Linked DNA regions of Mus musculus: all the other regions are linked to region 4. The links are chromatin contacts, called in public Hi-C, HiChIP or PLAC-seq and promoter capture Hi-C maps. All regions are on one chromosome and are shown on one strand. Each heading gives the region's core, a stretch centred on a gene start, on an enhancer-like site or on the middle of the called end of the contact. The rest is flanking DNA. Distances are from core to core; before and after follow the strand shown. Region 1 holds the start of Bmpr1a (bone morphogenetic protein receptor, type 1A). Region 2 holds the start of A930038B10Rik (a long non-coding RNA gene). Region 3 holds the start of Nrg3 (neuregulin 3). Region 4 holds the start of Ghitm (growth hormone inducible transmembrane protein). Region 5 holds the start of Wapl (WAPL cohesin release factor).

What was found. Promoter capture Hi-C pulls out the DNA fragments that hold promoters and counts their contacts. A called contact is a pair of places that touch in the nucleus more often than the background predicts. HiChIP or PLAC-seq counts read pairs in DNA pulled down with a chosen protein or histone mark.
Region 1: a contact with region 4 is called in an H3K27ac HiChIP or PLAC-seq map of thymic regulatory T cells, with 14 times the contacts expected there. The contact joins the promoter of Bmpr1a here to the promoter of Ghitm in region 4. A contact is called at or near these places in 1 of 484 Hi-C or Micro-C datasets (CD8 T cells) and 2 of 115 datasets of contacts at active chromatin or transcription factors (astrocytes and thymic regulatory T cells).
Region 2: a contact with region 4 is called in a Hi-C map of pre-B cells, with 6 times the contacts expected there. The contact joins the promoter of A930038B10Rik here to the promoter of Ghitm in region 4. A contact is called at or near these places in 3 of 484 Hi-C or Micro-C datasets (CD4 T cells, centrocytes and pre-B cells) and 3 of 115 datasets of contacts at active chromatin or transcription factors (astrocytes, embryonic stem cells and thymic regulatory T cells).
Region 3: a contact with region 4 is called in a promoter capture Hi-C map of hippocampal neurons, with 6 times the contacts expected there. The contact joins the promoter of Nrg3 here to the promoter of Ghitm in region 4. A contact is called at or near these places in 1 of 39 promoter capture datasets (hippocampal neurons) and 4 of 115 datasets of contacts at active chromatin or transcription factors (astrocytes, embryonic hindbrain, large pre-B cells and 1 more).
Region 5: a promoter capture Hi-C map of pre-B cells shows a contact between it and region 4, with 14 times the contacts expected there. The contact joins the promoter of Wapl here to the promoter of Ghitm in region 4. A contact is called at or near these places in 7 of 39 promoter capture datasets (the C10 cell line, cranial neural crest, hippocampal neurons and 3 more), 5 of 484 Hi-C or Micro-C datasets (B cells, CD4 T cells, CD8 T cells and 2 more), 5 of 115 datasets of contacts at active chromatin or transcription factors (astrocytes, embryonic forebrain, embryonic limb bud and 2 more) and 1 of 9 other capture datasets (adipose tissue).

What each region holds. Positions count from the first base shown.
Region 1 is chr14:34,500,995-34,503,969 of GRCm38.p6, reverse strand. Bmpr1a (bone morphogenetic protein receptor, type 1A) reads left to right here and starts at 1,424. Exons shown (of 13, transcript NM_009758.4): 1 at 1,424-1,575.
Region 2 is chr14:34,758,871-34,761,570 of GRCm38.p6, reverse strand. It overlaps A930038B10Rik (a long non-coding RNA gene), which reads right to left and starts at 1,376. Exons shown (of 5, transcript XR_001781218.2): 1 at 1,299-1,376.
Region 3 is chr14:39,471,434-39,474,483 of GRCm38.p6, reverse strand. Nrg3 (neuregulin 3) reads left to right here and starts at 1,396. Exons shown (of 10, transcript NM_008734.3): 1 at 1,396-2,512. The coding sequence starts at 1,684. It overlaps LOC432842 (a long non-coding RNA gene), which reads right to left and starts at 2,055. Exons shown (of 1, transcript NR_131973.1): 1 at 1-2,055.
Region 4 is chr14:37,133,842-37,136,649 of GRCm38.p6, reverse strand. Ghitm (growth hormone inducible transmembrane protein) reads left to right here and starts at 1,328. Exons shown (of 9, transcript NM_078478.5): 1 at 1,328-1,455.
Region 5 is chr14:34,672,416-34,675,347 of GRCm38.p6, reverse strand. It overlaps Wapl (WAPL cohesin release factor), which reads right to left and starts at 1,420. Exons shown (of 19, transcript NM_001004436.4): 1 at 988-1,420. It overlaps 5830448L01Rik (RIKEN cDNA 5830448L01 gene), which reads left to right and starts at 680. Exons shown (of 1, transcript NR_165636.1): 1 at 680-2,377.

The DNA.
Region 1 (2,975 bases), core at 175-2,674, 2.6 Mb after region 4:
AAAAAAGACGAGAGAATGTGACTCAAATGTAACAAAAGACAATGGAGGCACTGATGGCCCTAAAGGCAAAAGCTGACGGAGGAGAAAGGGGGCACGAAGGACAGTTAGTTAAAACTAGAATATAAGGGACTGTACATATTTTCAGCTGAATATGAGGGAATACCGTGGGATCTAAGTTTTGTTTTGCTTTTTCCCTCCAGGCCAGAATGTGTGTAAATACACAAGTATGAAGTGCCTGGCACAGTTTCTTCCTTCACTCTTTCTTCTGTCTATTTTAAACAATTTCCCAAGAGATTTATAGTTTTCTCAGAAAAGTGAATTAACAGAACGAATACGAAATATTTGTTGAAATACTTAAACGGAAGAGGTTATATATTTAACGACTGGTTTAAAAAGGGATTATCTTTTCCTTCTTCATCCACAGGCCACTGAATACTTTTAAGGGCATTTTGCATGGCGAATGAGAGGGGAAAGGGAGAAAAGAGGTAGTGACAGTTCTTTGCATTTTTCTAAAAGGATGGAAAGAGCCTCGGGAGGGTATCCGAGGTCACTCGGCTGAGCCAAAGGTGGATTGAGAGTCGTATTTATAGTCCGCTGACTTCAGTTCAGCCGGCTCTCGCCGCTCCTTATCTTACGCCCGAGGAATTCGCAGGCCCGCGGATCACAAGCCACCCCAGCGGCGGGGCCCCCGGGCCGAAACCAGGCTTTCGCTACGTGATCCGGAGAACGCGTGCACCTCCACGTTCCTCCCGGCGGGCCAGAACCAGAGAGCACCGGGGGACGGGGAAGGGAGGGGGTGAGTAATGAATGCAGTGTGCCTTACATCTTTCTTTGCAACCACAACTACGAGACGGGCAACCGATCCCGCACCGGGAGCCTCGGTGCCCTCGGAGCCACCGGGCCGCTTCTCCCGTGGAGCCCGAGCTCCGGCTCTAGAAGGAGTGTGCCCGCATCGTCCACTTCACGCAGCTTTGCCCCAGTGGGCCCCTCCGTCACGCGTGCGGTGGCGGCGGCGGCGTGCGCTGAGGGGCGACCCCCTCCCCTCGGCAAACCTGGCGCCCCCGTGCCGGCGGCCGGGCCTCCTTCCCGGCAGAGGGGCGCCGAACTCCACGGGCCCTTCGGGCGCTTCCGCCGAGCTCTCGGCTCGGTTCGTGTCCGGGGCGGGGCCGGCGCCCCGGCGCGGGTGCGCGCAGAGCTGGCGGGCCCTTCCCAGTGCGCGCGCGCCGGCGCCTCTTGCTCGCCCGAGCCGCCCCTCCCCCCTCCCCCGCTGCCCCTCCCCCGCCCCGCGAACGAGCGAGCGTCCTCCGCGGCTGAGGCGGCAGAGATTGGAATCTGCTTGCCCGCCGCGCGGAGGAGGAGGAGGAGGAGGGCGGAGGGAGGAGGGAAGGGCGGGGAGGGAGGCTCGAGCTCCCGCGCGTCGGCCCCGCGCGAGACGACGACTGTACGGCCGCGCGAGGGGCGACCGGGCCCGGGCCGCTGCACGCCGAGGGCGGAGGCCGAGCCGGGCCCCGCCGCCCCGCGGCTGTCCGTGCCCGCCCGCGCCGAGCGCCGGAGGATGAGTTTCTCGGGATCCCGGTGAGTTGGCGGGTGGCGACGGAGTGCGGGTGCGCCGCGGGAGGCCGGCGAAGTTTGGGGGCGACGGTGGCGGCGCAGGGGAGGCCGCGACGCGCCTCCGCGGGGCCTGCGGGAGAGACCCCCCGGCCCCGCGGCCCGGCCCGCCCGCGCTTGCCCTTTTGTTCGCCTTCGCACCACTCCGGGGACGCTTCTGGAAGCCTTAAATGGGAACGGTGCTCTGCTCCCGCTCCGGAGCTGCGCGGCGGCTGCTGCGGGGACTGGGTCTCGGGACCCTGCTAGAGAACGAGAACGAAGCGTGTTCAGTGCGGGGACGGAGGCCGGGCGAAGTGCTCGGCCCGCCCGCCAACTTGGCTGCGGGAAGGCGCCGGGTTTCCCCCTCCGTCCCTGCGAGTTGGTTCACCTGTTGTTCTGCGCGGCCTCCGCTGCCATGTCTGTTGTGATTCTGCACTTCGATTTCGTAAAACTTTGTGCTGGGTTGCGTTACATCCCCCCAACCCCCGTTTCAGACTCCTAGCGGAAAGATCTGGCAAAGAAAAGGAAAATTAAAAATTAAAAAAAAAAAACCAAAACCAAAAATCCCAAACCTCCAACGCGGCAGGGAAGAAAAATAATAACGCCGTGTGTTAGTCGTGCCTGGCGTTTTTGTGACTTGTAAGTCGTGGTGTGGATCTTTTTCATTTGGTTAAAGAGCTGCAGGCTTTCTCTTTTAAACAGCTTACAAACCGTTCTGACTACATGATACGAACTTAGCACCGGTGTCACGCCATTTACTTCTTAAGATAACCCTGGTTATTGTATTCTTTGTTGCTTTAGAAGAGGAAACCGAGACGCAGAGGTTTAAATAACTTAGATAAGTGAGCCGGGATTGAACCCAGGGACGTCGTATTCAAGAGTATGGCCTTCTTACTAAAGCAAAATTGTGCAAAGACCTAGGAGCGTTGTCTAGTTATTCACGAACTCCTGTGTTGCTTCAGTTGTAAACCGACTTGTGTTTGCTCGTGAGGGGAAATTAAACTTCGAGATAAAATAAAAGGTAATTTAATGCTTATCATTGTTCTCGAACTAAAAGATGTTGAACAAAACTATCTTAGTTTTTGTTTTTTTGTTTTTTTTTTAGTGTCAGAACTAAACTATGAACACTTCTTGGGAACCCAGAGTTTATGGAAAACAGATTTAAAATTGGAATGGGTTTTTAATTAAACCTGTACTCTGTTTTATATCCTCGCCGCCGCCCCCCCCCCCCCAAATCTAGGGGGAGACCTTTTTAACTTTCTTTCCTTCTCCCTACCCTTTTAAGAGTGAAGAGTTCACTGGTTGATCTTTGGTTTGGATTTCTTCTCCATTCTATTTTCCTTCTAGAGGACCTCCTCCCACTTACTAGTTAACATTTTGATTCATTT
Region 2 (2,700 bases), core at 127-2,626, 2.4 Mb after region 4:
CTAGTGTATATATAGCAGGAGATTGGGACAAGAGAGCTATTTTTATAAGAACTGTGCTTAAGTTTTCATCCCAGATGACAGAAGTGTGAAGTAGAAGAGGCTGGAGAAGTGGTGCACATGCCTGTGGTATTTGGTTCTTGCTGTTGCATTTTCCACGGGATGCCATGCAACTATCTAAAATGCTGACAACTGTAACCTCCCAAATTTGTCCTCTACTATCTCAATTCAGTCACCAAATGCCATCTGAAGGCTCACATGGCCAGTCATGCAAAAATACATGCTCAAGTAGTTTAGAAACCTGTTCATGGTCTACGGGTTCAACTCAGGATGTGGGTTCCACCCCAAAGCCAGGCCCAGACATACTGACGATACTAAATGTCTAAACCTAAGTTCCAGAGAAGTGTTTGTTTGTATGTATGTATGTTTGTTTGTTTGTTTGTTTAGGTGGTGGTAATACAGTGCTACAGTCCTGGGATGAACCCCAGGGCCTCAATGCATATTAGGCAAACTTCCTACCACTGATCTATTGTCCCATCTACCCTTTCACACCTCCTGGGTAACTGGCATTGCAGTTGTATGTCAGCAGGCATGGCTATAAAGATCAGTTTTATGTGTGTTGTCAGGGGTCAGGGGTGGCACAAATCTATAACAAATCCCAGCACCAGGAGGCTAAGGTGGGAAGATCAAGAGCTTTAGACCAGACTGGACTATAAGATTCCATCTCAACAAACAAGTGTTTAGGTTCAAATGCCAAAAGCTTTAACAGTGAAAGGACAGGTGTAGTGCCACACACTTGTAATCACAGCATTTGGAGAGTAGAGGGAGGGGAATCGGAAATGCAAGGTCAGTCTCTACTGTACAGCAAATTTGAGGCCAGCAGGGCTGAAACCCTCTGTCAAGGAGATAAAGAGAGAGGAATGGGGAACGGAGGGGAAGGAGAGGGGAAGGAGAAGGTGGGGGAGAGGAGGAGAGGTTTAGAGGGAGAGACAGACAGAGACAGAGACAGAGAGACAGAGGGGGAAGGATAGAAAGAGAGGAAGAGAGGGGGAGGAAGAGAGAGACAAAGAGAGAGAGGGAGGAGAAAAAGGGAGAGAGACAGAGAGACAGAGACAGACAGAGAAAGAGAGGGAGGGAAAGAGGGTGGCAGGGAGTAAGAGAGACACACACACACACACACACACAGAGAGAGAGAGAGAGAGAGAGAGAGAGAGAGAGAGAGAGAGAGAGAGATTTTCAGTGAGGTCCTAAGCAGTGTCCACCCAGGTCCTTGAACTATTTCTTCTAAACATGATGCTTACCCCAGGTTTTCTAGGTTTCTCCATTGACTGTCCCCCTTAGAAGATTATTTTAAGGTCACCTTTGTCCAATGTTCACTCTTTCAGCTGTATAAATATTACCCAATAAGTCACATTGACTTTCTCCTGTAGTTTTGCTACCTCTAAGTTAATAATTTGCTTAGTTTTCTGACTAGTCAGGGAAGTCTGTCCGACACACAAATTGCATTATCAGTCACTCAACCTGGAGGTAGCCTCTCAGATTAATCTTGTTTTTCTTAACTAAAATCTTCCTAGAGTGTTAATGCTTCAAATTACCGCTTCTTTGGGACTTCATTTTCTTTTATGTGTGTATGCCAGTGTTTCCCTGATTTGCCCAGTCTGCTTTGAACCACAATCCTGCAGAATCAGTCTCCCAAGTGCTGAGATTCTGAGCCTGCATCATTGAACACAGCTCTCTAGATCCTTAAATGGGATTTTCCTTGCTAAGACAAATTGGAATTTATTTTTAGCAACTGGTCAAGATAAAGTTATTCTAAGCTACACTCCTAACATGTTGTGTATTGAAACATGAACAAAACCAGTTTCCTGACATCAACAAACTCTGGATGGGGTGACTCGGGAACCAACAAGAAGTAATACCACCAGAGGAGGAGGGATCGGGGTGCCGGAACCGGCTTGGGCATCGAATAGATATGGATTTAATCCTGGTCCTTTCTGCCTCTGTGTGAGTCTAACTGGGCATGATAGGCTCTCCCCACCATGAATGTGAAGCTGGTGAGAGCAACAAGAAGGGAGCCTTACCTGCAGCAGCTGAAGATCACATAAGGCTCGTTTCCAAGTCAGCATATTCTGAGACCGATGGTGTGCAGGACCAGCGTAGGGTGCAACACTCAGATGATAATGGAATTACAATGATCTCACTTGCTGAGGGAGGGCTTCTGAAACATTCTCCACCCGTGACCTCTTTACACCTGTGTAGAAGTTTTGTCCTGGTTCTTTCTACCTCCCAGCCCCATGCTCCCAGGAATTAAGACTCAGGCTCAAAATATATTTATAAATATCTTGGCCATATAACTAGGTTCTTATCTGAGTAGGTCATAATTTATGATTACCCGTTTATTTTAATCTATATTCTGCCATGTGACTAGTCACCCGTGCTCAGATACCATGTGTCTGTCTTGTTACATCTTCCCAGGCAAATCTCCTGCTCCTGGCTCCCAGAATCCTTTCTGCCTCCCGAATGTCCTACCTATTTTGTGCCTAAGCCATAGGCTATCAGATTTATTTTGTCAAGTGTACAACCATACAGACATAAGATATTTTTTATATATACATGTGAAATTATTTTTATTACCTTGATTGATTGATTGATTGATTGATTGTGTATGTGCACATGAGTATGCACACAGCGTGGCTTGCACGT
Region 3 (3,050 bases), core at 147-2,646, 2.3 Mb before region 4:
GGAAGCATCGCTTTACAGGACCAGCGTATGTATATCATGGTAGCCCTGGCTCTTGCCCGTTTCCTGTCTGTGCTATACCTGGTCCTCAGGGAGGTACCACAGTGTACCCGAGATTGGAAATACTCTGATCTCCCTCTACCAAAAGGAAGAAACCGGCTATGAAATTTAAGAGACTAGCCAGCATCTTTTCTCATCTTCGCCTCTCGCCTTGTTTCCCAGGGCGTACCTACATTTAAAGATAATACTTTTTAAAAGGTAAGTTAATGGCTTCGAGATCTGATCACAGAAAGGTCGTCTGCTTCAGCAGCAGCTCTCAGCAACTCCAAAGCAAAGGTGGTTCTCTGTCCAGCCGCACCGCGGCGGGGCAGGGGAGCTCAGAGGCGCCCTCCCACCTAACACGCCCGTGCGCATTCTCCCAGCAGCTTCAGTGTCTGACCCCGCAGGATCCACACCAGAGACCTGTTCACGGCTGCTCCACAGAGCTCCTAGTGCCGTACTTCTCCAACGGGGGTCCGCTTGGATCATTTATTTATCTAGCACACAGTAAGACAGCACCATTAGGTGTTGGTGGGAGGCGCAACTCTGCCCGAATCCCACCCTGTCCGCGGCGACTCTACACACAAACACACACACACATACACCCGAAGCCGCCTGGTTGAGTGCAAGAAAACGCTTGGAGCAGCGGTCACGACGTCCGGGACCCCTGTCGCTATCTCCCATTTTTGCTAGCCCGGGTCGGCCAGGCAGCGTCACCGGAGCTGTTTGGTATCCTCTGCGTGCTGGTCGGGGTGCGCCCCGGGGTACCCCGCTCCTGAGCGGCGGGGTAGCTTGCTGGAGTTTGACTCACGGTGGCGGCGGCAGTAGCGGCGCAGAGCCGCGGGCGGCGGGAGCGAGGCGAGCCCGGTCGCTCGCCCTCCGCGCTGCTCTAGGATTGGTTTCTCCCGGAGAGCGTTGACCGAGGGTTGGCTGCGGGCCGGCTGAAGAACAGGTGCACCTCATCGCCCAGGCTCGCCGAGTAACCACCGTGCAACGCTGCGTACGGGCTGGGCGAGGGGCTGCTAGGTTGGCCCCCTGTGTCGGAATGCGGCTTGTCGGCGCCCAGCATCCAGCTACTGCTCGCCGGGGCCCCTGAGGGTGACGTGAGGATTTGAGGTGGGGACAGCGGCGGTGCGGCCGGACGCCCCAGGGAGCGGGCCGGGCGCGGCGCACCGAGGATGCCGGCGAGGCTGGAGCGCACACAGGCGGCGGGCAGCATCAGCACCAGCGGCAGCATCAGCATCAGCATCCAAGGCAGCATCAGCATCAGCATCAGCGGCAGCATCAGCACCACCGGCAGCCGAGGGACCCCGTCGCGCAGGAGGCACCTAGGCGGGCTGCAGACTCGCCCCGCCGCTCCCTGACCGGCCGGCGGCGCCCGGGCCGGTCTCGCCCCTCTACCGAGCGCCTCGCCGCCCCCTCCCCGGCCCGCGTCCCCTCCCCCGTCCTCTCCTCCCCGCCCGCCGCCCGCCTCTCGGGGGGAGGGGCGTGGGGGCAGGGAGCCGATTTGCATGCGGCCGCCGCGGCCGCTGCCTGAGCCGGAGCCCGCCGCCGCCGGAGCCCGCGCCCGCGCCCGCGCCCGGCCCGCGCGGCCCCATGCCTCTGGCGCGGCCCTCGGGGGGGCGAAGGTGAAGATCGGCTCCTAGGATGAGTGAAGGGGCGGCCGGTGCCTCGCCACCTGGTGCCGCTTCGGCAGCCGCCGCCTCAGCCGAGGAGGGCACCGCGGCGGCTGCGGCGGCGGCGGCGGCGGGCGGGGGCCCGGACGGCGGCGGAGAAGGGGCGGCCGAACCTCCCCGGGAGTTACGCTGTAGCGACTGCATCGTGTGGAACCGGCAGCAGACGTGGTTGTGCGTGGTGCCTCTGTTCATCGGCTTCATCGGCCTGGGGCTCAGCCTCATGCTGCTTAAATGGATCGTGGTAGGCTCCGTCAAGGAGTACGTGCCCACGGACCTGGTGGACTCCAAGGGAATGGGCCAGGACCCCTTCTTCCTCTCCAAGCCCAGCTCTTTCCCCAAGGCTATGGAAACCACCACAACAACCACTTCTACCACGTCCCCCGCCACCCCCTCTGCCGGCGGCGCCGCTTCTTCCAGGACGCCTAACCGGATTAGCACCCGCTTGACCACCATCACACGGGCACCCACCCGCTTCCCTGGGCACCGGGTTCCCATCCGGGCTAGCCCGCGCTCTACCACAGCACGGAACACTGCTGCCCCTCCGACGGTCCTGTCCACCACGGCCCCTTTCTTCAGTAGCAGCACGCCCGGCTCCCGACCCCCGATGCCAGGAGCCCCCAGTACGCAGGCGATGCCTTCCTGGCCCACTGCGGCGTATGCTACCTCCTCCTACCTCCACGATTCCACTCCCTCCTGGACCCTGTCACCCTTTCAGGATGCTGCTGCCGCCTCTTCCTCCTCACCCTCTTCCACCTCCTCCACTACCACCACCCCAGAAACTAGCACCAGCCCCAAATTTCGTAAGTAGACGCCTGGCCATGCCGTGCTTCACTGCCAAGTTTTTTTCTGCTCTCCAGCTTTCCTTTCTGCTGGTTGTCACTTCCCCATGCACGTTTGGGGCAGAGTGTGAGGCTATGATTAAAACTAGCCTCAAGGGGGCCAAAGGTGCGGGTCTATGCTGTGCCTGTGTGCGGAATAGGGGCATCAGGCGAACTAAGGATATCTCTGAGCTAGGGTTCATACTTCAGTGGGTCCCAAATGAGAATAGACTCCTGTCTCCAATCAAAGGGTTAAGGCGAGTCCAAATCCTCACTGCAGATTTGAGAGTGAGCCCAGGTTGTGTTCCCCTTACTGGCCTGGGAGAGATGGTGCACCCAACCCTTCCCGCCCTCCTGTGGGAAGCTTTTCTAAGCACAGCCAAAACTGGCCTATGAAAGACCACAAAGGGAAGTTATGACCAGTGGAGGGGGGAGGGCGGGGGTGGGAGGAGATTGGATGCAGGTATTTGGTAGTGATGTCCTCAGGAGATAGCTGCCTACTATTCCAGCTTCCCCTGCT
Region 4 (2,808 bases), core at 79-2,578:
GCTTGACAACAAACAAACAAAAATGTCATTGAAAAGTCAAAAGGTAAAAAAGAAAAAGAAAGAAAGAAAGAAGAGAAAAGAAAAAAGAAAAAAAAGAGAAAAGGAAAGGAAAGGAAAGGAAAGGAAAGGAAAGGAAAGAAAAACTCGGAAATAAACCCCTCTAGATCTCACCATCAGTAGTACACTCAAGAAGCAGGTTGGCTCTAATTTAAAAAAAAAAAAAATGCCACATTTGGTAGGAATGTTTTTATGGCAATTAGAAAAAATGTGTTATTCAATTTTGACACTATGCCCCACCCCCAGCCCCTGCCGCAGACTAGGTCTGTCTTACTCTGGCCATTCTGAAACTCACTACTATATAGACCATTGGCGTTATTTTCTGGCTAAACGCCCAAAACAAGAAACTCAACCAATGATTGTTTAACTATCCATCTAACTTCTAAAAGTTCCTAAAATTAAGGCTTAGTTTTCAGTACATACAAAAAAAAAATTGATCATAAGTTATAAAAACATAAACTTTATTAAAATGCTCAAGTTAATTTTGTGTATTGATATGTTCATACATGAGTTCATGTAGCATAATAGCTAAAGCAAAGTAGTGAAAATGCCTAGGTGGGTTCTGTCATTCCATAAATACAAAAGATTTGGTCCTGGCCTTATAATTAATTCAAAGTAAATTAATATATGCAGAACTCACTAAACCAGTATCAAATCCCTTAACATTTGCATAATGAATGAAAAGGAGAGCGCGTCAAGTACCTCTCACATAGCTCAAGACACCCTGCCTAGCCACAGCCCCAGCAGTGATAAAAATTAAGCAGTTAACGAAAGTCTGACTAAATTATACCTCTAAGGGTTAGTTAATTTCGTGCCAGCCAACGCGACTAGACGATTAACCCAAACTAATTACTCTCGGCGTAAAACGTGTTTTAAGAATGACTCTTAAATAGAACAAAATCCAATTTAAATGTGAAAATTCATTGTTAAACCTAAATCCAATAACAAAAGTAATTCTAAGCTGGCCTAGAGCTCACAGCGATCTACCTGCCTCCCCAAAAAGTGGGACTTAAGGAGTGCGCTGCCAACCAGTCCAACTCCCTTTTTCGCCCCCACACCTATTGGCAGCGAGTGCGCACAACGCACAACGCAGATGCCCAAAGCGTTTGCCAGTGTCGGCTTCCTTACTCGGACCCAGAAAGGACGCTGACTGTGACGTTTTCGAAACACAAACTTCCATTGGTCCGGTCTCCAAACCAAGCCCCGCCTTCGCCACTGCGCCCGCCCTTCCGTTAGAAGCCTGCTCTCGATTGGCTGCTTGTACTATTTACCTTTTGTCCGGATATTGCGTGACGCTGTGAGTCGCGCGGTTGCGGAGGAGCGGGCAGAGGGAGGTCGCACACTCTGAGTTTCGGTGACCCGGAAGGGAGCCCCGTGGTAGAGGTGACCGGAGCTGAGGTACTGCCTCGCGAGGCCTGAGAATTCCAGTCCTTGTGACGGGCGTCGGCACAGCGGGATCTGGGCTGGCTGCTACGGGCGGGGCGGGAAGGCCGGGCTCGTCCTCGCTCTTCATCTCCCTGGGCAGAGGGATGCTGAGTCAGCCGCTCGGGGACCCGCGCGGGGGCCCTAGCTGTCGGCGATCGGGTGCCGTGGGGGTGGTGCGTGGACGCGGAGGCAGCGGGCTAGCGGTGAGAGGGGAGGACCGGGCGCATCCGAACACTCAAGCTCAAGGAAGCGTTAGGAAGGGTCGCCACTAGTTCGTAGAGACCCAGCCCAGGAGCCGGTTTCAGACGTCCAGAATCTGCACTTAAATATATGGCAGATAACCCTCTTGGCTGTTCCACGACATAAGGCCACGCAGACTAGGTAGGCTCTGTTCGGGTCAGTAAGCTGAAGCCATAGGTTGAGATGATGTAATGGCATGAAAGTACCAAAAGGGCTCCGGGTTTTTTCCGCAAGGTCAGATGCCTAGAGCTGTGTGCACTTCGTAGTTCCGGAAATTCTTAACTTTGGAGGTGCTAGTTAAAACTTCTTTACATTCCTATAGTTTTAGGGTAATTCATGGGCGATTTCAAAGTCCCATTTTGGCCAAGTTTTCTTGTATTTAAATATTTTACAAATGGGGAGAAAGCGGAAATACAAATCACTTGCCTAAAATTCATCACAACTCATTGACCAGAAATGTGCCTTTAGCATCGCAGAAAGGCGTGTACTTAACTATTTATCGATATAGTCTAACTGGAACTGAGACAATTCAATTTTAGAATGTTGGGGGCAGGGGTTACCCTATTAAGAATACCAGAAGGTGTTTTAACAGGGAAACCTAGCAGGGCAATTTTGTTTATTTTGATTGAATGTTATGTAGTGGAATAATTTAATTTGAATGTATCTGTCGTATCTTAAAGGGAAGTAACATCTGACCTACTTGGTAGACATTTGCATGCCTGGCTTTTGTTCATGGTTTTTAGTCTCGAGTGGTTTAGTTATCTTTTCTCTGGATGATGTTTTTCTTGTGCTGAAATGTCACACAGATTCTTTTACTTTTACTCATTGAATGATGGAGTAAATATCAGGCCAAGCTATGTTTGTAAAATCTGTGATTGTGTCAACATAATAACATTGATTCTGTATTACATATATCTGGTCAAACTTGGATTTATATCATTGGCTGCCCATTCTAAACTAGATTTGTTGAGTCAGAAGGAACAAGGGAAGGATACAGCATTAAAAATTAATGAGGCCACTGTTCTGATTTTTTTCTTCTATTTAAATTAAGTTTCTTCTGATTTTGGCTACTATGTTTCCTTCTTA
Region 5 (2,932 bases), core at 171-2,670, 2.5 Mb after region 4:
AACATCATTAAATATTGATGAAATATCAGTGATTTTTTTAATATTAAGGAATGGGGAGCGTACTGATTAGAAAATATGGTTGAGTTATTATGTACAGAATCCAGGAGATATGAGTACAAGAGTTACGTGATTGCTTTTACTGTTTTCCATAACGTCCATTTTAAAAAGTCAGCAGACTACTGCGATGGCATTATCTAAGCTTAACATATGTACAAATTCAGCATATATATTTGGCATGACGTTTTACGCACATTTCAGACACACTATCTTGTTCTGGCTTCAAATTTCACCAACAGTCCTAACTAAAAAGGAAAAGAAGGTTCACAACTGATTGTTTTCGATTTGGGAGGCCTTCGCTTCATCCCAAAGCCCAGCTGACTTTTGATGGAAGTGCACTGCGATTTAAATTAGGGAAAGGGTATACAAAACAACCAACCAACCTCCTTACACTGAAGCTGTAAAGAAACCTAGCCACTTCCAGGAAAGACACCCAAGGTAATGCATTAGGGGGGCTTCAATAAAGAGAGGAGAGTGGAATGGGCAAACAGAAACCCTCACCTGAGGCTGCGAGTGCGCCCGGAGGCTGGAGCCGAGACACCCCTCGGGCTGGACACTCACGCAACTTTTCTCCTCCCAACCCCCACAGCCTAGGAAAGGGATGTCGCTTCGGACGCCCCGGAAGCTTCTGCTACCGAGTCCCCGAAGCAAGGCCTCTCGGTGACGGCTAGAGGCGGAGGAGACGACGGGGAAAAAGAATTCGGGACTCAAATCAACCGGACCGGGTTTGGAAAAGAGAAGTCAAATCAAGTAGCCGGAGAAGAACTCAAAAGGCAAAATTAAGAGGTGGGAAGGGAAAGAGTTTCTTGCGATCCTCCGGTGCCCAACTTCCTTAGAAGCCAGGTGAGCAACGAGCCTCGCGCCGCCCCTGCCGCCTCCACCCGCCCCAACTCACTCCGGGCCTAGGCAGCCGCCCGAGACCTCACTTACCCTCGGCGCCTGGCGGGTGCTTTGGCCTCGGGCCGCCTCCGCCTCTCCGGCTCCCAACGGCCCGCGGGCGGGCGCGGGAGCCCCGCGCGAGAGACCAGTGCCGACCGGTGCCACCGAGAGGGGCGAGGGGCTCTGCTGCCGTCACAGTCCGCGGCTCCGCTTCGGTAAATAGGAAGCTCGGGCGACAGGGGGGGTGGGGGGTGAGCGGCGGCCCCGCAACTTCCCTCCCCACCTCAGGCGCGCCGGCCGGACAGGGCCTAGGCCTCCCTGGCGGCCGCCGCCGGTGCCGAGCCCGCTACGTGCCCCCGCTGGGCCGCCGCCGCCTTCTGCGCCGCCGCCTCCGCCGGTGAATGGTCAGCGCTGGAGTTTGAACAGGGCCCTGAACCATCTCAACGCCATTTGCGCTCCCGGCCCCCCACCTCCTTCCTCCAACAGCCGCTCGCTCCGTCACTCCGCTTCCCACAGGCCCCGCGCGGCCGCCCGACTCCGCAGCCAATCGTACGGCCTCTTACTCAAACCGCCGCGCAGGCGCCGCGCCCCGCACGCGCCGGCTACCACCATTGGTCGGACCGCGTGGCCCGACGGGAGTTGTAGTTCTCTCTTCCGCAAGGTCCTGGTGTCTAAAGCCCGGTTCCGGAGCTGGCGAACGGTATAGGTTCTGGCTAAGGGCCTGCTGGACTTCACCGACTCCGGAGCCAGTCCCAGTTCCTAGCCACGCGACGAGACGCAGGTGCAGCGCGGGAAGGCTCGCGGCACAGTGCAGGCAGCTGTGTCAATCGTTTCCCCTCCAGGGACCCTCCGGTGTCTAGGGACAGAGACTTGTGCAGCTGCGCCGAGCCTGCTGGGCCACCGCCCGGACCTTGGAGGCGGGGAACTTGGGGCCGCCTTTGACCTGGTCTGACGGTGCGAGAGAGCCAACGCAGGTAAACGAGCAGCGAAACCTGGAGCAGTCGGGTGCTGGTCTCCTCGCAGCCGGGATCCGCTTCAGCCGGCCACTTCATCCTCTCTCTCCTTTCTTGTTCAGTCCCCACTACGGAGTTCTGTCCCCTACCTGTTAGCAATGACACCCCACACCCCCACCCCACCCCCGCTCCCCGAGTATTTTATGTTACTAAGGAATTATCGTCATCCTTATCGAACGTGCTTACGGTAATGTGGCTTTAAATTTAAAACACACACACACACACACACACACACTAAAGTGTTGATAGGTAAAATGATCCAATACGTTTATTTTGTTTTAGACTAAGCCTCTGGAAACTGGGAAAGAAGGGAATAAATTAACTGAGGATGTCCTTCGATGTTGGAGCTGTGGGATATGTACACATATGCTATCATACCAGTATTTATGTCTCAAATTGTTCATAATAAAGTTTTGGTTTGGGGGGGACGGATTGTTTGTTTTGGTTTGGGTTTTCAACTAACTAGTCCCGGACAAGAAGGTAGTGAATGATGGACGGAGTATTTTTAAGTTTTCTTCTGCAGAGACTTTTTTTCATGTCAGTGAATCACCTGGTTGAGAAACTTGGAGAGGTTTTATTTTAAACCTTCAATGAGAAAATAGCTTTCTAAAACAGTTTCCCTTAGGAGAAGTGAGTGGTCAGTCATTGGCCTTGCAGCTAATGGAGACTCATCTGAGAAATTAGAAAACTACTAATTGCTTTTAGTGAAAAGACAACCTCTTCTGCCAGATTTGCTTTTAAAGACTCCTCAAATTTCAAGCTCCCTCCACTGTAGTCAATGGATTTTTCCAACAAAGCTAAAAAGGAAAAATAAAAACTTCTGACTGAGAGGATAAGTTAATAGTAGAGTTTTTCTCCAGCATGCCCTTGGTTAGATGCCCTTGGCACTCCCTTCTGCCACCCTCTTAAAAATAAAAAACATGAGCACTTCCCAATAGGAATTTAAGGTGGATTTTCAACACTTGAATTGTTTTCCTTTTGAT